5 separate regions of the Sus scrofa genome follow, and regions 1, 2, 4 and 5 are each linked to region 3. The links are chromatin contacts, called in public HiChIP or PLAC-seq maps. All regions are on one chromosome and are shown on one strand. Each heading gives the region's core, a stretch centred on a gene start, on an enhancer-like site or on the middle of the called end of the contact. The rest is flanking DNA. Distances are from core to core; before and after follow the strand shown.

The links. HiChIP or PLAC-seq counts read pairs in DNA pulled down with a chosen protein or histone mark.
Region 1: a contact with region 3 is called in an H3K27ac HiChIP or PLAC-seq map of skeletal muscle. The contact joins two enhancer-like sites. A contact is called at or near these places in 1 of 5 promoter capture datasets (skeletal muscle), 1 of 47 Hi-C or Micro-C datasets (retroperitoneal adipose tissue) and 2 of 2 datasets of contacts at active chromatin or transcription factors (alveolar macrophages and skeletal muscle).
Region 2: a contact with region 3 is called in an H3K27ac HiChIP or PLAC-seq map of skeletal muscle. The contact joins two enhancer-like sites. A contact is called at or near these places in 1 of 5 promoter capture datasets (fetal skeletal muscle), 2 of 47 Hi-C or Micro-C datasets (both in skeletal muscle) and 2 of 2 datasets of contacts at active chromatin or transcription factors (alveolar macrophages and skeletal muscle).
Region 4: an H3K27ac HiChIP or PLAC-seq map of skeletal muscle shows a contact between it and region 3. The contact joins two enhancer-like sites. A contact is called at or near these places in 1 of 5 promoter capture datasets (liver), 2 of 47 Hi-C or Micro-C datasets (heart right ventricle and skeletal muscle) and 2 of 2 datasets of contacts at active chromatin or transcription factors (alveolar macrophages and skeletal muscle).
Region 5: an H3K27ac HiChIP or PLAC-seq map of skeletal muscle shows a contact between it and region 3. The contact joins two enhancer-like sites. A contact is called at or near these places in 2 of 2 datasets of contacts at active chromatin or transcription factors (alveolar macrophages and skeletal muscle).

Annotation. Positions count from the first base shown.
Region 1 is chr7:112,358,935-112,362,324 of Sscrofa11.1, reverse strand. TTC7B (tetratricopeptide repeat protein 7B) reads left to right here. Exons shown (of 20, transcript XM_021099609.1): 15 at 420-580. Among named protein-coding and RNA genes, the nearest start is that of TTC7B, 160 kb to the left of the region's middle. Within about 2 kb of position 1,409, at least 27 of the 83 cell types and tissues checked have an H3K27ac peak or open chromatin away from gene starts, as enhancers often do. A contact at or near this core is called in skeletal muscle, where this site is marked.
Region 2 is chr7:112,309,451-112,312,605 of Sscrofa11.1, reverse strand. The region is part of intron 18 of TTC7B (tetratricopeptide repeat protein 7B); the gene reads left to right. Among named protein-coding and RNA genes, the nearest start is that of CALM1, 150 kb to the right of the region's middle. Within about 2 kb of position 1,870, at least 1 of the 83 cell types and tissues checked has an H3K27ac peak or open chromatin away from gene starts, as enhancers often do. A contact at or near this core is called in skeletal muscle, where this site is marked.
Region 3 is chr7:112,145,025-112,148,190 of Sscrofa11.1, reverse strand. No RefSeq gene overlaps it. Among named protein-coding and RNA genes, the nearest start is that of CALM1, 14 kb to the left of the region's middle. Within about 2 kb of position 1,505, at least 83 of the 83 cell types and tissues checked have an H3K27ac peak or open chromatin away from gene starts, as enhancers often do. A contact at or near this core is called in liver and skeletal muscle, where this site is marked.
Region 4 is chr7:112,392,066-112,395,606 of Sscrofa11.1, reverse strand. TTC7B (tetratricopeptide repeat protein 7B) reads left to right here. Exons shown (of 20, transcript XM_021099609.1): 9 at 907-1,044. Among named protein-coding and RNA genes, the nearest start is that of TTC7B, 130 kb to the left of the region's middle. Within about 2 kb of position 1,821, at least 8 of the 83 cell types and tissues checked have an H3K27ac peak or open chromatin away from gene starts, as enhancers often do. A contact at or near this core is called in liver and skeletal muscle, where this site is marked.
Region 5 is chr7:112,274,336-112,277,915 of Sscrofa11.1, reverse strand. All of the region lies in intron 19 of TTC7B (tetratricopeptide repeat protein 7B), which reads left to right. Among named protein-coding and RNA genes, the nearest start is that of CALM1, 120 kb to the right of the region's middle. Within about 2 kb of position 1,570, at least 33 of the 83 cell types and tissues checked have an H3K27ac peak or open chromatin away from gene starts, as enhancers often do. A contact at or near this core is called in skeletal muscle, where this site is marked.

The DNA.
Region 1 (3,390 bases), core at 160-2,659, 210 kb before region 3:
AGAGAAAACAGTTCAGCTAAGACTGTTTAACTTCGCTAAAAACTTCTGGCAATTTGTTATGTGTCTCCATTTAGAATGAAGTTATCTCGGGCATAATGAAAAGTAAATCAGTTTTGTGGAAAGAGAGAAACCGTTTGTTTAGGGAGAAACAAGGGATTTGGTATGGGCTGTTCTCCTGGGAAACAAGAGTCTCTTGTGTCACTTCATTCGTCACACTGTCACTTGAAGGAGGCCTCTGTTTCCACATCTGTGGTTCACATCTCGGGACTGTCAGAAAGACAGCTTCACATGCGGCAGAAAGGGAAGCAGCTCCTGATAGTGACAGAGCGTCAGGTGCTCAAGTGGTGGCTTCGTGTGTGTGTGTGTGTGTGTGTGTGTGTGTGTGCGTAACAAGTCTTTTCGGTTTTGTTTTAAACCAGATACCCGAGGCTCTGGGATACGTCCGCCAAGCCCTTCAACTTCAAGGCGACGATGCCAACTCCCTGCACCTCCTTGCCCTCCTGCTCTCAGCACAGAAGCATTACCATGACGCCCTGAACATCATTGACATGGCCCTGAGTGAATACCCAGAAAACTTTATGTAAGTCTTGTCCCGTAGATGGAAGGTGTTACATTTACTTCTTTCCCGTGCCTTCTCTTCAGCCTGTCTAAGCCCTTCACGGGACACCCCAGCGGCAAACAGTACAGAATTCCCCTCCCTCTTGCTTTCTCGTGATGTTTAGACACGAACGTCATCTGTCAGGTCAACCTTCCTAAACTGAAATTCTCTCCGTTCTTCCCCCATGTATACCTTTGGGGCACACCCGATGATTTTAAATGGATTATGGTGAACATTTTTATATTGATAGGCATTTTAAAAGGTTCATGAGAAAAAAATACAGCTGCACAGCAAAGTGTGATTTCATAGAATTGTTGCCCAGAGGGAGACTCTTAAGAATTTTTAAATGAGCTGTTTTAAATTCAATTTAAAGGAACATATTAATATACGTGGAGGTGGCAGAAGCTGTATGGAGCAAACTCCAAAGACTGAAATTTGGGAAACGTTGCTTTACAGCTTCTTTGCCCTACGTTGCCAAGGACGCTCATTAGTTCCAGGTGATTAGTATATTTTAGGCAACTTTGACAAGGATACCTGACCTCTCTGTATCTTCGTTTTATTCTCTAAGAAGTGGAATTCCTTCAGTCCGTCAACAGTGTCTGCAAGTAATCCAAGAGTTGTCCTTACAAACTGCCATGTGATGGAATTGTCTGCTTATCTCCACCTCTTCCCTCTGAATCCCTGAATCCAGGCCCGCTGGTTAGGCTCTGTTGAGAAGGACATTGTCTTTTGGGCGACACGGTTCCCATTTTATCCTCAGTGGAGTAGCTTAGTAACCAGCGGCCAGAAACAGTAAACAGTCGCGCAGGCTGGCAGGTTCTAATTGTCTAAGTGGCAGGGTCAGCAGTGGGCGGGGGCCGGGGGAGAAGGGAAGGCTGGCTCTCTTCACTTTCAGAAATAATGCAGTCGCAAATTTGAAGTGGATCGGCCTTGGCTTTATTTCTCTGCCTCATCACCTCACTGTGGTTTTAATCAGTGTGTTTCAGCAGCTCCCCTTGGAAAATTGGTTCACACATTTCCATTACAAACATTGCTTTGTCTTCAAGTGAAAAGGGCACTTCTCCTGTCCCCGTCGAGAAAATTCTCATTATAATCCAGGAAACCTCTGACTAGAGAGTTCTTTTGTAGGTTCAGCTATTTATGCAGAGTGAATTAAAGAGCTTTGCTGCAGTGTTTCACTTCTTGCCGATCTCAAACCTGCTCTTTTGCACACCGAGTACATTTCTGGATTTTATCCAAAGCTGTCTAGTCCGTGGAACCTTAGAGGGTGCAAGCACTTAAAAAAATACCCAGGCCTTTACCCATCAGTCGTAAAGCACAGCCTGATGCAATTGCATTCGGTGTCTCTCACCAACATTTATAAATTAGCCGTCCCTCCCCAGCACCTTCCTTAGCTGTGAGACATTAGACTCCAGTGTGTGGCTCCTGCAAAGACAGCCTGGGGTGTCATCCGAGAGGAGGCTTATTAAACTAATAGCCACACCGCACAGTAAGCAGTAAACAGTGGTGGCTAATATGGTAATGCCTCCAAGTGACAGCAGCTGACAGCCTTTTCAAGTAGTAGAACTAAGGAACAGCAGTAGAGATATTTGAGGAATGCAAGCCTGTTATTTTAATGTTAAGCTGTAAGCTCAAAAAAGCCAAGCATATGGCAGCAGGGCTGAGAGCAGTGGATGACTTGTTTGCTTTTTAAATATTTGTATTTTTTCCTTTGTGATGGGAAACTTCTTCCCAAGAACCCTTTATTAAAAGTTGGGGCCAGATGTATTCAGTGGATCCCATGGTTTTTTTTTTTTTTTTTTTTTTTTTTTCTTTCCCCCCAACCTAGGTCAAACATTTCAACACCAACCTAAACAAGATGACGTGGGCACTTGTCCCAACTGCCATGTAGCATTATCTGTTTGTTTGTGACAAGCCTGTCTCCAGCAGAGGAAGCCTGGGATGGCCTCGTGTTTCTCGAGTCTGAGTGGCCATTAACCTCCCACGGGCTGCGTCTGTGGTAGGTGGCTCGTCAGCCTCTGCTGGATGGAGGTGAGAGCCCGTCCCACTGTGAGGGTCAGGCCTGCCCAACTGTTGAACGGAGAGCTCACTTAACCGGCCTCCGAGCCTGATGCAGAGAAGTACAGAATTTTTTGGTCCCTGTTAAGTTTATTCAAGATACTTAACCACCAACTTATCTCATGGCGACAGTAAGGATGGGTAAACACTGGCTAGACCAGCTGCTCCTCCAAGGGCGTTCAGCTGTCCTCGCAAGCACTTTGAAGGCATTTGTGCGTGGTTCTCCATGGTAGAGAGGAATTCATATTTTATCACTACTGCTAATACAGTGTCTTCAAATGTGATGTTTTAGAATGCTTTAAAATTTTAAAATGTTGAGTAGAAGCAAAATACTATTTATTAAATCTATATAAGATAATAATATAGGAGTTCCTGTTGTAGCTCAGCAGTAATGAACCTGACTGGTATCCATGATCCCTGGCCCCAGTCAGTGAGTTAAGGATCCAGCCGTTGCCCTGAGCTGTGGTGTAGGTCGCAGATGCAGCTCGGATCCCGTGTTACTGCGGCTGTAGCTCTGACTCCACCCCTAGCCTGGGAACTTCCACATGTTGCAGGTGGGGCCCTTAAAAAAAAAAAAAAAAAAAGATAATAATACAACTAACAGGAGTTCCTGCTGTGGTGCAGTGGGTTAATGATCCAGCTCCTCTCTGTGGCGTTGCCTGTTCGATCCCTGGCCCAGCACAGAGGGTTAAGGATCTGGTGTTGCCGCAGCTGTGGCGGAGCTAACAGATGTA
Region 2 (3,155 bases), core at 621-3,120, 160 kb before region 3:
CATTGAGTAACATTAGGTTATTTCTAGTGTTTTGCTGTTACAAACAATGAGTCAATAAGTAGCCTCTATAGATGGTTCTGCATCTGTAAGTAGACTCCTAAAACTGGAAGTGATGGACCAAAGAGTGGAGACACTTTCATTTTAAGAAATGTCACATTGCCTTCCACCGAATCGTGCCACTTTGCATTCTGGTCAACGAGATGTGAATTCCCGATTTCTCACATCCTTTATAACGCAGTGAATCATCAACTTCTAGATCTTCACCAATCTGATAGGTAGAAACGGTATTTCAGGTCTCTGCTCATGGCCTCTGCCCATGTATCTGCTTAGATATTGGGCTTTTCTTTGATTTGTAAGCATTTATCACGTGTCAAGAAATTTGCCTTGTGTCATATGTGCTAGAACTATTTGCCCCCATTTTAATTTTGTTTGTGTTGTGGGGGGTTGTTGTGGTTATTTATTGTTATTCTATTTTTTTTTTTTTGCCAAGCAATTTTTATTTTTACATTTATCAGTCCTCTCTTCATAGCAGCTGGGCATCCCCTGATATTTAGACAGCAACTACACACTTTTGTGGTCTCTTTTCCTAAAAGTTCCATGTATCTCCCAGTGCCATTTGTATAAGCACCGTCTTATAAAGAAAGTCGGAAGAGTTGTTTTACTCCATTTGGCAGAAGGGAAATCGGACTAGACCGAAGCCAGCACCTCTTCCATCTCATTGGGGCAGGGGTCGGGAGAGTTGAAGCCAAGCATCTTATGTTTGTTGCACTTGACACCAAGCTCCCTAGGAAACATCTACCCCCTTCTTGAGCATGCGCACCTTATCGCTGGCCACTGCAGAGTCACACTTCCCAGTCAGTCAGACTGGAACCAGAGTCTTCCCCAGGCCAAGTGGCTTCTTAGTGCCCATCCTTCAATCTCCACTTTGGGATGGCAGCTAAAAATGACTTTGCAGTAGGTGGATAATTTCTGCTTGTTACTTACTAATAATTATAGCTTTCACTTTGGCACCTCTCACAGTTGAAACCAGCGGCTATTCTTAGATGTGCAAGATCAGATTTTCTGATTTCTGCTGGGAATGTAAAGCTGTGATCCACACATGCATTCCTTGGCCCTGGCTCGACCCGGCCAGTTCACCTCCCCCCGCCACCAGGCTTCTCCCAGCCCCTGGGAAGCTGGGTTGAAGCGTAATCCTGTAGCATGGCCACCATGACGAGATGAAGACAGCTCCTGGACAGGTGGCGTGAGGGTCACTGCACAGGGAGTGCCTGCGGGAGGGAACACGCAGTACCCAGGGGGCAGGCCCGCCCTGACGCAGTGCCAATCTCCATGGGTCAGTCCCGCCAGATCTGCCCCTTCTACGGCCCCAGGGGTTTGGATTCCTGTCTACAGTGTGCAGGAAGCTAACGTTTACCAGGCACTGTGCATGTGTCAGACGTTATTCCAAGGACTTTCTTTGTTTTAACTTGGTTCATCCTTGTAATAGGCACCCAAGGCCGAAATACTCTTCATCACCCCCATTTTACCAACAAAGAGACTAAGACAATAGCTCTCAAGTCACCTGGGGTTACATGGTTAATCAGTGGAGAAGCGAGAATTCAAACCCAGTCAGTGTGGCCCCAGAACCCCAGCCCCTGCCCAGGGCAGGCACTGAGCCCCATGCGCACAGAATCTGTGCACATCGGCGTTTGTGCTGCCTTCGGGGCGAGGCTCTGGAGTGCCCTGGTCAGAAGACAGACACAGGCTCAGCCTTCATGGAGTTTGAGATGAGAAACGGAACAATTGCAGAAGCACTTGATTCCCCCCGCGCCAAGAGCCGAGTGCCCTGGCTGGGGGGGTAGTGCGGGCTCTGCCAGCACTGGGAATAGAGATCTTCCCCAGCCGAGGCCAGCCGAGACCTGAGCACTGGCAGGTGCAGGACGCCTGCGGGCAGGCCTGCAGACCGCGTGAGCTCTGAGCGTTAGAGGCCACAGGGCCTGAAGCCAAAATAGGAAGACTTGCATGGCCAAGGTGAGGTGGGAAGAGCCAGCCCTGGTGACCAGGTCAAGATCTCTTCCTAAACACACTGAAAAGCTGTGGAAGGATGTCCAGCAGGGGGTGAAAGGCCCAGAGGGAGGTTTCTAAGATCCCACCCGCTGAGTGTGGGGCGCGGAGTGGGAGGCAGCACAGTGGAAAGGGTGGGTCAGGACCACGGGTCTGCGTGACCAAGGGGAACAGCTGGTCTGAAGTGGCATCAAGAGGCTGGAGAGAAGGGAAACCTGAGATGCATTTTCCAGGTAGAACTGATGGGACCTGCTGATAGATTAGACGTGGGGGTGAAGGCAAAGGAGCCCTGTGTTGGGGCTGGAGTCGGCGGGTGACTGATGATTCCACGTTCTGCCATGGGGCGGGGGAAATGGATGGGCAGGGCTCAGGGAGCAAGAGAAACCAGAGTCCTGTTCGAACCCTATTTGAGCCCTTTTTTTTTTTAATTTGAGTGTGTCGGGTGCCTGGGGACATGCAAGTGAAGGTGTCAGGTCGGTGGCTGGATATTCAAGTCTACACTTGAGATTTCGGCTCGAAACATAAGTTGGGAGTAGGAGTTAAAGCCCAGGGCTGTGATGAGAAGGCCTAGGAAGAGACTATTGACGGAGGAGAGAAAGGGCCAGGACCCAAACCTGAGCCCCCAACATTTAAAATTTAGGGAGGAGAGGAAAAGCCAAAGGATCAGGAAGGAAGTGGGCAGCAAGGCAGGAGGAAACCAGGGCCAAGGGGGTTTACAAAGGAGCCTGCCCGGTGCGATGATCGAGGACTCGGACCCGTGGAGGTCCTGGTCCTACATGGTCTAGCAGTGGTACCTACTCCCTCGAGCCCTAGTCTTCTTCTCTGCAAAACAGTGACAGTTGTGACAGTCCCACAGGACAATGCTCAGAGAGGGTTAAGCAGGTAGCATCTACTGTCTATTAAAAGAAAGGTCTTCGGAGTTCCAGTCCTGGCTCAGCGGTAATGATCTCGACTAGGATCCATGAGGATGCGGGTTCCATCCTTGGCCTCACTCCATGGGTTAAGGATCCAGCGTTGCCGTGAGCTGTGGTGTAGGTCACAGATGTGACTTGGATCTGGCGTGGCTGTGGCTGTGGCATAAGCCAGCAGCTGCAGCTCCAATCTGACCCCTA
Region 3 (3,166 bases), core at 256-2,755:
TCTCTGCTCCTTTTTCTGCAGGACACTGAAAATTACGTTCAGGGAAAACTTAGTTGCTTTAGTTCCTAGACCTTCCTTCAGTTATACAGCAAAGTTCCCCAAATGCTTGAGCCATCTCACAGCATCAGCTCCAGAAGATGGGGTGTTACTAGAGCATAAAAACACTGGCTTGAGACACAGACAACCTAGATTCTATTCTGTGCTCTGCTCCTCAACTGCTATGTGACTGCAGGGGTGTCAACTGATCTTCCCGGGTCTCAGACTGTTCACTGTGTAATGAGGGATCAGAGGTATGCAGACTGTGGTACCAGATCTGGCTCGTTTGACAGGTGATTTTATTAAGCCTTCTCCTCTATCTAGGAGAGCCTATCCTCGGCACCGAAGAATGCCCCCTCGGTTTACTGAGGAGCTAACCGTCGGTTCTCAGGCTACAGTCTGTTAATCTACCCTCGTCCGTCCCATGCCCCCCAGGCCGGCTCCTGGTCCATCCCCTCGGCCCCTTCTATGCAGACACAGCGGAAAACCCGAGCCCGCGGGGACGAGATAAGGAAATCACAGGAGGGAAATGGAAACCGGCCCTTCTGAAACAAAAGTGCCCACGACGGTGCTTTCGGGCGGCCGGGCCTCGGCTCGTAGTAAACAGGAAGGGTCGCCTCGGAGGCAGATCGAGTTGGGGTTTCGAGATAAGGCGAGGTTTTCTTCTTATCGCTCCGGTGGCTGCTATTATCACACAAGGTGCCGCGTAAACGCGAACGCGGCCTCAATGAGCTAGGGGGGAGGGCGAGGGTGGTTTCCGATCGCCCCTCGGAGGGCCACGAGCCTGGCAAAGGGATTTAGGCTTGTTTCTAGGAAAACTCCGTGTCTCGCGACGCTCCAGCGGGAAGAGAACCTGAGCGCCTCTCGCCTAAGCCTTTCAAGTACGCGCGGGCGGGCAGGGCGGGGCGGGGCGCGGCGCGGGCGAGGGCACTACATCTCCCGGCGGAGGAACACAGGCAGTCCTCTTTCACACGCCCCAAACGCGCAGCTCTGGAGCCGGTTGCTTAGTTGGCGCTGCCGAGGCTGCTTTCCTCCTTCAGTTTGACAAGGGCGCTCTGATTGGCCAGCGCGACCCTGCAGTCGTTGGCCGGAAAGAGTCGAGACGCCTGATTGGCCGCTCCGCACCTGCAATGCGTCAAGCCGCGGTGGGCGTGGAGGACCCCGCGTGAATGGCCGTGGCTGGAGGAGGGTCAGCAGGCTGCTTTCGGGAGGGAGCGGCTCCGCCTATGGCCGCCATCTTTACTAGAGGCACCGCGGACGGCTGGGACGCAGGGGGTTTTTCGTGGAGCTTTTGGGGACAGTGGAAATAGGCTCTGCGACAGAAGTTTTGCTGGGGGTTTCTGTTCCCTTTTTCTATGGTGGTGGGTTGTTTCGTTTTTGCTCAGGTCCCAGGGAGGTGGTGGGGTAGGATTCGAGGGCTCGCGGCTCAGGGCAGAGTGGCCACCCAGGAAGGAGGGGGTCTGACAGGAGGTTTAGGCGGCGCTTCCCGAAAACCGCTGGGTCTGCGTTCTGTCGGCGGGCGCAGGGAGGGTGATTTGACTCCTCTCCATTTCTAGAAGCAAAGGGGAGGTTGGCTTCCTGGGCTTTTGCTCGGGCTGGAAGGCAGTTCTGGAAAGCTCCTCCGAATACGTCATGGTTGTTGCTCGCGCTGTGCGCGGTCCCGCCTGCAGGGAATGCGGTTTTTGTTTTTCAGAGCTGTAAATCCCACAACCGCCTAGGGAACTTTCTCGGCTCCGGAGACAGTGGCCTGCAGGGGCCAAGCGGAGCTTGCTAGACAGACATGATAGCAGACGTTGGCTGAAATTATTTTGATCCTGTCAGTTTAGTTGCCATTTTAGGCGACTCGTCGTGTGTTTGGGTGTGGATCCCGCTTTCATCTCCGATGTTCACCCCCCTCTGAGAAGGGGGGGGTCCTCATATTATGTTTTACTGTTCCAAAAGTGATGGTTGTTCAGGGTTACCTTCCGTATATATGAGTGAAAGAAAAAAAAAATATATGTGTTTCCTGGGTGAATTAGAGCTGGGGGAGTGGAAATAAGCCATGGTTGTCTTGTTTTCGGGAGATGATGTCTGATGGTTTTATTTGAGCTGCGTAGGTGCAAATTCGGTGGAGCGTGGCTATCCAAAGGTGAATTCTGGAGCTGCCTTGGTGTGGGTGTTGCTATGGCCACAGGGAGAGGTAGTGAATTATAGGGCCAATAAACCCAGCGCAGCCAGGCCTCTCCCTTGTGTGAAGCCTTAGTAATTGACGACCCGGGTTCGTGTATCCTGGCTTTCGCAGTTCCCTTCCCCGTCCAAGATTCCTGGATTGATCTTTACAGGCACACGTGGGTCTGTACTGACTCTTCTATTGACGAATATGGCAGGTGCAGCCACAGCTTTGTATAGGTTTTCTGATTAGGTGCTGCCATGTGGGAGCGTGGTGTGGTACCATTTACCAGACAATTTTATTTGTAAGTTGTTGCTAGTCTTAGCTAATGGCACTGATTTTGAACATTTAATCACTGTCTCATGCGTTTTCCCGTAGGCAAAGCATCACTTTACCTTAGAGTGCCTCCTGCCTAAAACTAACGCTCCCTTTTACTGTGTCTCAGTATGATGCCAGAGCACTGAGTTCAGGGACGTTGCAAAAGACAATTGCAGCTTTGCATAATCTCCGTATAGCAACAACCACTCGTGCCTCTCTGGAACACCCAGTAATTCAGTGTTCTTTGGCAGCTGCAGTGCTGGGAGTTGGCCACTTTGCTTGCTGCGGTGAGGTAGAGCAAAGGACTAAATCTTCTGGAGCCTTGGTTTCTTCTGTAACATGAAGAGAATTAAATCTGTCTCACAGTCCTTGTGAAGATTGCAGGAGATGAGAATGTGCCAGGTCTGTGGAAATTGTAGAACGACTGACATAGTGATAATCAGTTACTAAAGCATTTATTGAGGGCCCATAACTATCTGACCTTGTGAGAGGAAGATTTTCCTTCAGGATTTTCTGCTTTGTGAGGGGAACAGATGGACAAACTCAGATCCAAAATAAACTTTGAATGGCTTAGGGTTTTTTTTTTGTTTGTTTTGTTTGTTTTCCCCTTAGGGAAGGCATAGTATTAATATAGCCTTGTTAGCATGCAGTGCCAGATTTGAG
Region 4 (3,541 bases), core at 572-3,071, 250 kb before region 3:
TCGGATCTTGTGTTGCTGTGGCTGTGGTGTAGGCCAGCAGGTGCAACTCCTATTCCACCCCTAGCCTGGGGCGGGGGGGGACTTCCATATGCTGCAGGTATGGCCTTAAAAAGCAAAAAAAAAAAAAAAAAAAAAAAAAAGAAAGAAAACTTATTGCTATGAAGAGCAGGTGGTCTCTACTCTAGGTAGACAAGATAGTAGTCCTGTGTTATCTCTGCGCTAAGCAGTGGGGGGCGGGGAGGTGAAATAGGCCTGCCTTGGTGTTCTCTAGAGTCCTTTGTGGGAACATCTTTTAAAACAAAAATCTGCTTCTTGCTTTCTCTTACACCTCTGTGTTGTGCTTCCGTAAACGAGACTGAGTCAGACTTTGTAGTCTGTTCCAGCGAAGCCATCACACAGGGATTTGAATGTGGCTCTGGCGAGACAGAAGTAAGGTATATGGAGGTAGCACTGATGGAACTTGATGGGACCATTCATTGACGGGAAGTGTGGGCCTGGGGACGCTGTCCTGCTCTTTAATATAGAGCAGAGGCGGGATGTACACATGAGAGGCAGCAGGGCCTCCTTGATGGACGATTTTGCTGCCCCAGAGCGCGGCTGTGTCTGCAGCATGACTGACTGTAAACCTGAGCCCAAGAGAAACCGCGCTGCTTTGCATCAGCTCTTAGCCTGCCACCAGGGACAAGTACCCTCCAGGCTGGCCGTGTCTGGATAACGCCAGGTACCATGTGCTGTGGTGCTCTGGGGACTTGGAGCAAACAACCCCTTACTCATTCATGCCCGTGGCTCCAGACCCTCGGGCGGGCCCTCAGGGGCAAGAGGGCCCAGGTGGCTTCCCTACACAAAGTGGTAGCTGTGTGCACAGGCCGGCTCACCATCTGCTTCTCTCTTCCGTGTTGTTTTCAGGCCAACCGGGACGCTGTGCTGAGCCGGATACCTGAGCACAAGAGCGATCGCCTCATCAGTTTACAGAGTGCATCTGTGGTCTATGATTTACTGACCATTGCTCTTGGAAGAAGAGGCCAGTATGAGATGCTGTCAGAGGTACAGCCCTTGAGTCGGATCGACTTCCAGGCAGTGGGTGGTGGTGGTGGTGTAAACGCTGGAAAGAGATGGGGGACCTGGCCTTGCCCTCAACCCCTGTCACCCGCAGCCTTGAGCCGTCATTCAGCTTTAGTTTCCTTCTCTGCAGAATGGGAATTGGGCTCAATGATGAGGTGGTGGAATTCACCAATGGTCACGTCCTACCAATGGTCCGTGAACCCTCTGGGGGTGAGTCTGTGTGAGAGAAGGCAAGCATTTCTCAAGCCGTGTGATCTCCACCATAATGCAAATCTTCCATCTGTGATACTTATTTCCTTGTCAAACAGACCTCATTTTATTGAAAGGAGCAATGCGTAACTCCTGGTGCAGTGGCGACGTCAGGTGCCGTGAATACTGGATGAGCTAGTACCATCTTCCCGTAGTCTTGCTTGCTCAGAAGAGACCCCAGCCAGGCCCTGCCATCTCCTTCCCTCAGCTACTAAGAAAGCCTGACTGTTTTACAGTTTCAGAAGGCTGTGGTCGTGCAGTATTGAGTTGCTGCCCAGAATACCAAAGCCACCCTGGTAGAGGCTAAACCAGTAACAAGATCATTTTATCTTTTCCTTAGTGGAGTAAAAAGAGGGAAGGAAAGAAAAACAAGTCCTTTTTGTCAAAATGAACTTTTCCGTGTTATTTATCTTTCTTTTTCTAAATTTACACACATTGCAACAGCCTCTGGGCATGAGGACAGGGAATGAAATACAGTAACAGATTGGCTGAAATCAGATAAGCGCCCGGCTCACCCTGTTGCCTGCCGGTGTGTCGCCACATTAGGCAGGAGCCTGGGAGAACAGATGAGCCTGAGTGGCATGGATCTTTTTTTAGTCTTTGGTTTGGTGACTCTACAGGGCAGTGGTTACTCAGTCTTCCAAAAAATCCCCTCACAATCTGGCTGGATAAAACAACAAGTCCAGATGTTCGGGTCACACATGCCGCGCCCCCCTGGGACTCTCCCAGGCTGGGGATTGGCCCCCGATGCTTCCCCGCCCCAGCGGCTTTGATGTCCTGGGATCCTCTGCTCCCTGCAGGCTTAGTTCCTGTCCAGGAGCCCATCTGTAGGGAAAGTACCACCCAGCCCACAGTTGGGTTCTTTTAAGTAAACTTTCCCTCCCAGACAAACCACTTAACAGCTCTGAGAGTCCAAGGCTAAGTACGGTTTGCATGTGTACTTTCTTCCCATCGCGTATGGATAGAACCTGCCCCTGGCCTGAAACTTGCCTGTGTCCAAAACAGGTGTGAGGAGCCTGGGGTGGCTGACGTGGTGGACAGGCTGCCCACAGGCTTCCGGTCATGCCGGGGGAGACTCTAGGGGGACGGCTGTCATCCTAGCGGCATTCCCCTGCAAGCTGGCGGCTCCCTGGCAGGCGCCTCCGCCCATCACGGAATCCTAGAACCTTGTTTTCGGCCAGATGACTTTCACCTTGACATCACATGTAGCTTCATCTCGTGCTGACGACCTGACACCAGCGTCACTGGGCAGTCGGGTTGGTTGCTGCAGGCTTTGCATTTCAGAATTTCACTGCACTTATCACTTTGTCAGTGGTGGGAACAGTGCCGGGGGTTGCCTTGGAGGTGCTGGGGTAGAATGTGGGAGAAAGGGCAGTTTATCACTGTATAAACCTGGGAGCCTTCTGAATTTTGTGCCATATCTGTATTTTATTTATTAAATATATGAATCAATGGAGTTCCCATTGTGCCTCAGCAGAAAGGAACCTAGCTATATCCATGAGGATGCAGGTTCAATCCCTTGCCTTGCTCACTGGGTTAAGGATCTGGTGTTGCCATGAGCTGTGGTGTAGCTCGCAGACGCAACTCAGATCCTGCATGGCTGTGGCTGTGGTGTAGGCCAGCAGATGCAGCTCTGATTCAGCCCCGAGCCTGGGAACTTCCAAATGACACAGGCGCGGCCCTCCCCCCAAAAAACGAATCAATGGGTCAAAAATATATGAAATGGGTGACATTCATTTTTTTAACACGTAGGTCTGCAGTCCCAGGTTCTGTAGCAGGGGCTGTGAGAAGGCAGGGATGCAGCCGTGAGCCAGGCTCGGTCCCTGCCCATGGGAGGCTCCCAGTTCAGGGGGAGGCAGCCAGGCAGCAGGTGGTCACCGTCTGGGGTGGCTGACGCTAGGGGGCTCCACTAGCTCTGCAGGGTCTGCATCTGCTAATGAAGGATTTGAATCCTTGGCCTTAGCCTTTCTTGCTGCTTCTCCTTAGTTTTGCCGATGGAGCAAACATTTGGTGGCCAAATTGTCTCAGATCTAGGGCTGTGTGGGAGGAAGGAAAAAGTGCACAGTGGTGTTTCAGGGGCCAGTCCGCCTTTGGAGGTGGGGGCGTGGTCCACCCTTGGCTGAGCTGGGTCCTCCACCCCCACCCCGCCTTGGTCTCAGGCCACATCTTACCTATAAGCGTCCTGCTTCCTCATTTGCTGGGACTTTCTTTTTCTCTTCTCATCTGTCCT
Region 5 (3,580 bases), core at 321-2,820, 130 kb before region 3:
TCATGGAGAAAGACTGCTGGCTTGCAGCCCGACCAGGGCTGGGCCACGTGACCTCTTTTTCAGTGGTAGCTCAGCTTTGGGAAGGATGTTTTCTTGCTGAGATGTTATCTGCCTGTACTTGAACTTCTAGGGGGACAAGCAGGGGTTGATGACACATGCCCTTGAACCCAGCAGAGGGCTGACTTGGCACCTGGGACGAGCACCCCACGCGTGTCTACAATCCCCAAGGGGCTTTGGTCCTGCAGGCCTGCTATTGGTCTCCTGGGAACATAGACACAGGTGCTTCCCAGAGCCAGAGCTGCAGCAGGAAGTCTGCCCTGAGCCCTGGGGCCTGTACGGGCCTCTGCCCAGACGCCCTCAGCATGTGGCAAGGTGTTTAGTCCTTGGGCAGCAATTTACACACACACACACACACAAACATGAATAAGGAAGTTGCTAATTGTCCTCAAACTAGCCAAGTCCATTTTGTTTCGTTTGAAAGAACAGGTTTAATTTAATCCCTTATTTCCAATTTGGTGCATCACCAAGATCTTATTTGTACAAAACACCTGATTACAATAATTACAAGCCTGGGAAGCTGTCTTCATTTGTGTCTGAAGAAAGGGACTAATGAGTTACCCCCTCAGCAGTTCCATCTCCTCGGAAGCCCAGCCCAGCTGGTCCTCTCTGCCGGCGGCTCCAGAAGCAGCAGGGCTGGCAGAGGCGAGGCCTGTTTGCACAGCATCTCCAAGAGAAGGAGAGAGGGCCTGGGGCTAGGGGCATGGACTGCAGCGATCACGCCTCGGCTCTGCCACTTACACCCTGTGGGGGTGTTGTAGGCAGGTGCCAGCGTTATCCGCTGTCACCCTGACGCGCAGAGGCGAGTGAGAGTCAAGTGGAATCTTGGCGGCCAAGGCCTAGCCCAGTGCCTGGCACCCAGCTTGCTAGGGTCGACCCCGAGCTTTGAGAACAGGACTGCTTCTTGCCCACATCTGTGTCCCCACACGTGGCTGGGGTCTGGCAGGGGAGAGGAGAGGGGACAGGTTATCATGGTAATGAAATATGTTAGTCATCAAAATCTCCTGCCAGCTTGAGGGCTGGAGGTGGGAGCTGTGTGCCTCTGGGTAGTGCTGCCTAGGGGGTGGTGGTATGGCCTGGGCTTTGGGGGTGGAATGGGGATGCTCGGGGCTTTGGGGGAATGGGCTAGAGCTCCAGCAGGTGGGACCAGGCTGGGCCTGACTCAGGTTGGGATGTGGAAGGGGCTGGGAGGCTGCATGCTGCAGAAATACCTGGGGTGACCAGTCAGCCTGGACGAACCACGAGGTCTGTACAGGGAGAATGCTGGAACCAGCTGGTGGAGAGAACAGGAGTTAAGCCTTTGATCTCTGGACAAGAGAGGAAGCAGGGCCTGAAGAATGAAAAGGGCATCAAAGTTCTAGCTCATAAGAGCACATCAAAGCCAGGGACAGCCTCACAACGTAGAGGGGCTTGGGAGGTAGTCGGTCCTGCCGGCCAGGCCCCAGCCTACCTCTGGCCAACCCACCAGCAATGCAGGCACCAAGCAATGACTCAGACCCCAGCTGGAGCTGGTTCTGGTTGGTCTCACTGTGCGGCTGATTTCTGAGCTGCTCTTGGCTCACTGGGGCACTGGGCAGAGGCCAATTTTTCATTCCCTTGCCAAGCCTGAGCTGGCAGCCCCTGGCAAGTCTGAGATGTCTCTCCGAGCTGCTCCAGCTTTAGGAATTAATTCCACTAAACAGATTGCTCAGGAAGCTTCAAGGTCATCTGGAAATGGTAGCCTGTTCCTATGTTCAGAATCTGAGTCCAGGGATGGGCTGGAAATTTCCAAGCCCACAAGAACCCTAGAACTCTAGAGAATCGCAGAGACTCCCCGCTGCCCAGCGCTGAGGGCGATGGCTCAGGTTAGCCCAGTGGCTGGTTCCTGCAGGCGTTTTATGGGGTGCGCTTGCCCCTACCATGTATCCTGGCTTGGGCCCCCCCACCACCCCCCGATAGGGTAGACTCAGCAGCCTGCCGTTTTCTAAACAAAACTCCCAGCAAAAGAACTGGTGTCCTTGTTCCCACTCCAGCAGGGTGGAAACAGGTCATTGCTTCTGAGAACAGTGACCTCCAGGCCTTGCTGAGCCCAGGCCCTGGGCCTCCTCAGCCTCCACACCTTGTTGGTCTACTTTCTGGCTAATAAGATCCCCTCCCCAGTCCTTTGGTGTCTGCAATAATCATTCCAAGCCTCAAGATCACAACCAGGGAGTTCCCGCTGTAGTTCAGTGGGTTAAGAATCCGGCTGCAGTGGCTCAGGTCGCTACAGACGCATGGGTTCAATCCCCGGTTCTGTGCAGTGGATTAAAAAATCCAGCATCGCCACAGCTGTGGCTTGGATTCGATCCATGGCCCAGGAACTTCCATGTGCCAAAGGTGCGGCCATTAAAAAAAAAAAGATCACAGCCAGCCCATGGGCCACCCAAGAGAGGTAAGGAGCCTCCCAGTCCTTGAGGGACGATACAGGATGCTTCCAACAAGCTGTGCCCTGGAGAGAAGCCACCTCCCCATTCATAACCGGAGGAAGGAGCACCAGAGCCAGCCATCAGCGTTGGGGGAAATGGAAGGGAGAGACAGCCTGGCAGGTGCCCGTTTGTTTTAGCTCAAATGTAATTGGGTTAGTGCCTGAGGGGCACCGGGCTTGTGTCTTAAAGCGACAGAGGCAGCAGCGAGCAGGTGAGAAGCCACAGTGGGGAGGAGGGGCTTTGGCCTCGGGCAGAGCTAGGCTGGCCTGCAGCTCCATACTCATGCGCCCTGTGACCTTGGGCAGGGCACTTGGCCTTTCAGAACCTGTCTCCTTCTATCTAAAGCAGTGGTGTTGTGAGAGGAGCCAAGGACAAGTGCCTCGCATGGTGCCCGATGGGGAAACCACACTGTGTTGGGGAAGGAACAGAGTGGAGCAGAGCGGCAGAGCCAGTGAGACCTGTTATATTCCCCATCTCCACGCCTCTTGCTGGCTTGCCTGGTGGCTTGTCCCCATCACCCTTGGCCAAACACACAGTCTGTGTCTCCCTGCCTGCTAGAGCCACTCAAAAAAGATGTGTGTATTCAGTGACTTTTTTTCTCTTTTTTTGCCTGCCCTGCAGCATATGGAATTACAAGCCGTAGCTGTGACCTAAGCCGAAGCTGCTGCAACACCAGATCCCTAACCCACTGTACTGGGCCAGGGATCAAACCTGTGTCCCAGGGTTCTCTAGATGCCACTGATCCCATTGTGCCACAGTAGGAGCTCCTGTATTCAGTAATTTCATGGACTGAGAAAGGCTTGTCTTGAAAGAACACGACGGGGCTCCCGTAACCTTTAAATGCTAACATTTGCTGCTGTTACCCCGACCCCCCTCCCTACTTTCATATCTCTGTTGGCTAAATTGGAATTTCTAGAATGAGCGCAAGCTGATAACCTCCCCTGGAAGAGAGGAGCGGGGAGCTCAGTAGCCCTCAGGTCCTGGGAAAGTGGCCTCCATTCTTCCCACCTGACCTCTGAGGTTGGGAGGCCAGGGTGTCAAGCGGTGGGGTTTTCTGTGAAGGAGGGCGGGAGTGGGGG